Regions from separate parts of the Arabidopsis thaliana genome. Here region 2 is linked to region 1. Evidence: chromatin contacts called from public capture Hi-C data. All regions are on one chromosome and are shown on one strand. The core of a region is the stretch at or near the end of the contact, and the rest is flanking DNA. Distances in the headings are between cores, read along the strand shown.

Region 1 (2,700 bases), core at 97-2,596:
TGACTACAAATGGATAGCCATCGATATTTTTCTATTTCATGTATGATTTCATAAAAGGTGTGGGTTTGTGAAAATCTTTCAATAAAGCCTCATCTCGATACGATATTACATGAAGTTTTGACTATTACCTCGCTGGTAGGCACACCTAAGATCTTTGCAGCAGCCAGGAAAATATCTGGAGCTGGTTTCAAATTCTCAAAGGCATCTGCTGAAACAATGGCATCAAACCTGAAAGTTAACATCGCTAACATGTATTTAGAAATGGAACCTGGACGCGCATAAAAATCTCGATGACATATTAAAAGAGATTACACAGCAGAATAATGTCACAGAAAGGGGTATACAATAACACCAATGAAAGAATTCAAACTTGTGTAATAGGAAATGAAGTAGTCAAAAGATAAAAGATTGTTTTAGTCTTACATGGTCAAAGACAAACCAGCAGCTTTCAGATTCGCATCAACTTTGATACGGTCAGCACTAGATGCAACAGCGACTTTAAGGCCTTTGTTCTTACACTGTTTCAAAAGTTCCAGAGCAAATCATAATCTCTAACCTCAAAACCATCATTGTTCAACAACCTCATTTTTCCTCACCTCAGTAACAAGCTCCAATGCTCCTGGAAATCCAATCCCAGATTCTGGCTTCGCATACTATATAATAAGTAAAGCACAAGAAAATACGCGAAATCAAAACACAACAAAGCACGAGTATCAATCACATTCTCTATCAATAACATCAACAAGTTCCCTCCTACAGTGTTTTTCTAATCAAGAATCACCTTATCGAGATATATTTCAAAGAATCTCTCTTTAGCTGCATCTGGATCAAATCCTTTAACTTCTTTGACTGAAGCAACACCTCCTAAAAACTTGGCTTCACCTGTTAATTGCCAAACCAATGAAATTAACGAAATCAACCAATAAACAAGTTGATTTTCCAAATTTTCAAAGCATTTACCTGTTCCCATAAAAGGAACGAAATCGTCCACAGTGACTTCAACTCCCATCTCCGTAAAAACATCCACGGCGGCGCGTCTAGAAAGATCTTCACTGTTACAAAGCACACCGTCCATATCAAACAGAACCGCCGATACTTTCCCCCAATCATCCGTCGCAATTGTCGCCGCAGGACTCTCCGCCGCCACACTCAGTTTTGTAGACGACTGAAGCGCCGTCGTTTTGCTTAAATAAACACCGGTTCTCGATCGAAATCCGGTGAATGTGGATTTTGACCTTATCGGAATTAACGAAGAAGAAGATAATCTCCTTGATTGTGAGAAAACTGAAGGCGGAGAAGTGAGTTTCAAAGCCATTTTTTTGCTTTGGTTTTTTTTTTTTCCTCGAGGAATCGTTTTGAACTGATTTGTTTGTGAGTTTTAGTGGCGGGTGTTAATTATCCATAAGGTCGAAACTACCCTCATGTTTTTTTATCAGTGCATGGGCATTTTCGGTATGTTTGTTAGTGTAGGATGATGGTCTACCAAAAGACATGGTCACATGAAAGCTTTGACAAAATTTGGTCAAGACTCGTTAATTACTGTCTTAGATTGATTGATTAGCCACGATCCTCAATGCGTTTAGGTTAGACTTGTTTTTCCGTACAACAACGACACACGAACTTAGAAATATTTTTTTATCTTAGGGGATTCTGAAAGTTAAGTTTGCATGCGACACATTAGGCATATTTTTACATGGTTGGCATCGTGATCTCTTTGAGGATGAGACATACTTGGGAATTCAGGCCCGGCTCAAAATTTTAGAAGACCTAGAGCTAGAAATAAATTGGGCCTAATATTACTATATATTTTATAAAAAAAAATTAAAATTGAGCCTTTTTTACCAAGGAAAAAATCCAAAAAATTTGATTGTCCTTGTGCTTGGGCACTCTCAGCACATGCACAGAGCCGGATCTGCTTGGGATACATGTCCAATACTAAATCACGGCATGCCACGTAAGTGGATACTGGATATCAGAAGTCTCATAGACTGATACGGCTCATCCCAATTTTATGTGTTTGGTCCAATTAAGAATATTAAATGGGCAACTGATACTCTAAAAAGTTTAGCTATGTACATGCTCTAAAACATAATACATAAAAGAGGAAATCAATTTGAAGGAAAAGAAAAACGTTAACATAAATGTGATGTGCGTTTGTGATCAACTGTTAGTGATCACAATTATGTTTGACATCTAACCTCTCCAGAAGAGGTGTCCTATATAAACGATATAAATTATGGTTTGCATGAGCATGGCAAATATAATCATGGAAAATTTTGTGGCTATAGGATGAAAAAGCTACGGTAAACACACAGGAAAATATCATTTTATATAAATGTCCCAAATTTTTCGGTGGTTTTTTCGTGTCAGTATAGCCACATTTTGACACTCGTGCATAGTGGCTAATTTTTGCCAAATATCCACGAACTTGTAAGTGGCTAATTAGCCTTTGTTCATGTCTATTATGTGACTATAATAGATAGCCATGAAATACGAGTGTCAAAATAGTGGCCAAATATAAATTTCCCGTAAAAAAAAGTGTTGACATGTAGATATTATTTTGAGTAAAGTGAGTGAAGTTTAAATTCGAGAGATACGCAAAAGAGATTATTTCATTTATTGTAACTTATAACGCCTCGACCATCACCGTTATGGGCTCAAATTTGTCCGACCTTTGGCACATTACTTTGGACACTCGAA
Region 2 (2,700 bases), core at 54-2,553, 540 kb before region 1:
TAACCAAAACCAAAAAAAAACTATTGAACACTCTTTATTGTCTATCTCTAATAAATTGTTAACTTCTTGTTTTCAAAACAGATTCAATTGGGCTCTACCAAAAAAAAACAGATTCAATTGGTTACTGGTTAAGGGCATTAAAACGAAAGACTAATTGAGCCAATGCTGGTTTAGTAGTAGTTAAGCGGTTTAAGTCTTTGTTTAATACAACAAAATATATAATTAAGGCTTATATGAGCAATGTTCATGTTGTGATCGCTAGAGATAGATATATTGACCGCAAATCTCCAAATAAGTTAGCGCTCGAAGAATCTGTAATCTTGAGATAGTGAATTGCTGGATTCCGTTCTGGCTGAAACGTAGGATCAATCAGACCGATTGATCTGAACTCGTAAACATCATGCGCCATCATCTTCTTTCTACTGCTGAAACTCTTTACAAAGAAAACATCAAAGCATGTAGAGTTTGGCTGTTCAGTGGAACTCTAAAGCCCAAGCAGATATAATGATCCCTTGAATATCACATTCGTGCTTACAAGAACAACCAGAAAAAATTGTCGTGTTGGTATGTCAAACAAGAACTATTTTGCAGGTTGGAAGATGTTTACGTACTTCTCGCTACGAGGGTGTTAATTTTACATGCATATTCAGGATCTTCCTGGTCAAAAAAGAGATATTAATTTTCTGAAGAATTTTGAACTTCATTAATTTTGGTATGTTGATGTTCATTTGATATATACATAACGTTACTTTTTTTTAATAATATATGACTAAGTAAGGTACATGGTGCCATGACAGTCAAACCTTGAACTATGGGGATTCTTTTTTTTTTTCTTTTTTTTTTGTCGGCAATTTTTGTTTTATAACGAAACCCATAAAAGGCAGAGAACTATGGGGACTCTTAAAATACATGCACTTCCACCACTTGGCTGAAAAATAATAGATTTTATATAGTTTTGTTTTTCATTAGCCTATCATGGGTAAGAATTGTCGTTTTCCTTCTGCAGTATCCATTGAAATATATAAAAAAAAGAACGGACCCTTATTTGTTTTGGGAAAATTTGTCAAAGAAAAGAAGTCTTCATTTGTCAAAAAATGCGTCAATTTTATCTCGAATAATTTAAAATACTATCTTTTGCGGATTCATTTAATTTTTATTAATTTTTTGTTTTCGCGGCTAACTTTGTTGACTTTACCAAATAAATTACATCCTTAAATTAATTATCATTACCAATTAACAGATTTAAATTAATGTTGAAATAAATTGCATAAAAAATAACACTAAAAATATGACATTTTTAACAGTTTTTTGTAGCACCATATTATTTCAATTATTTTAGTGAGTAAACAAACGCTTATTCACAGTAAGTGAGATTAATAACTAGAGCAAGCCTCTCCCTTCTTCCTAAAGGCGACGACGAGAGTCTTCCTTGCCGCTTTCAAGAGGTTAGTCACTTTTCCATTGTTACTTTTTTGTTTTTGTTTTTGTGTGGTTCATGGCAAATTTCTTTGCTTCCGATGAAATATGTCTCTACCTGTCTCTTTATCTTCGGAGTTGACGGCAAAACTGTAGATCTAGTTTTGTTTGGACTTCTATAAGTTGGATGCCATAAACAAGAATTCAATACATGGCAAGAGGAAAGGAAAAATCCAACACTTGCTTCTATGTTGTATATTATTTTTTATTTCGTGAGATTAACCCTTTTAAGTTAGAAGTAAAGACCAAAAATAGCAATTTGTAGAGTTATTGTTTTTGGCAGAAAACGCTTTTAAGATTTAATCAAAATATGAAACTCCAATTGCTTCTAGCGAATATATATTGTATATGAATAGTACGTAACTTGATTATTATTTTTCAAACTACTTAGGCAGGAGCCACTATGGTCGAGGCAATTGTTTCATTTGGAGTAGAAAAGCTTTGGGACCGACTGACCCAAGAATACGAGCAATTTCAAGGAGTTGAAGATCGAATAGCTGAACTAAAAAGTAATCTAAACTTGTTAAAGTCCTTTTTGAAAGATGCAGAAGCCAAGAAAAATACAAGTCAGATGGTGCGACATTGTGTTGAAGAGATTAAAGAAATTGTTTATGATACGGAGAATATGATCGAAACGTTTATTCTCAAAGAAGCAGCCCGAAAAAGAAGTGGCATCATCAGGCGTATCACAAAACTAACTTGCATTAAAGTGCATCGTTGGGAATTTGCGTCCGATATTGGAGGCATAAGTAAGAGGATCTCTAAGGTGATTCAAGACATGCATAGTTTTGGAGTACAACAGATGATTTCCGATGGTAGTCAGTCTTCACATCTACTACAAGAAAGAGAAAGGGAGATGCGACAAACGTTTTCTAGGGGTTACGAAAGCGACTTTGTGGGGTTGGAGGTAAATGTTAAGAAACTGGTTGGATATTTGGTGGAGGAAGATGACATTCAAATTGTTTCGGTAACCGGGATGGGAGGTCTTGGTAAAACCACCCTTGCAAGACAAGTTTTTAACCATGAGGATGTTAAACATCAGTTTGATAGACTCGCATGGGTGTGTGTCTCACAAGAGTTTACTCGGAAAAATGTATGGCAAATGATCTTGCAGAATCTAACCTCTAGAGAAACGAAAGATGAAATCTTGCAAATGGAAGAAGCTGAACTCCATGATGAACTCTTTCAGCTATTGGAGACATCTAAATCATTAATTGTTTTTGA

Evidence for each region. Capture Hi-C pulls out chosen DNA fragments and counts their contacts.
Region 2: a contact with region 1 is called in a capture Hi-C map of seedling, with 2.4 times the contacts expected there. A contact is called at or near these places in 1 of 26 Hi-C or Micro-C datasets (vegetative nucleus) and 1 of 3 other capture datasets (seedling).

Annotation. Positions count from the first base shown.
Region 1 is chr1:21,158,390-21,161,089 of TAIR10.1, reverse strand. It overlaps AT1G56500 (haloacid dehalogenase-like hydrolase family protein), which reads right to left and starts at 1,346. Exons shown (of 28, transcript NM_104525.3): 1 at 961-1,346; 2 at 782-882; 3 at 597-653; 4 at 424-518; 5 at 129-228. The coding sequence starts at 1,315.
Region 2 is chr1:21,698,298-21,700,997 of TAIR10.1, reverse strand. AT1G58400 (Disease resistance protein (CC-NBS-LRR class) family) reads left to right here and starts at 1,303. Exons shown (of 5, transcript NM_001333832.1): 1 at 1,303-1,445; 2 at 1,868-2,700. The coding sequence starts at 1,880.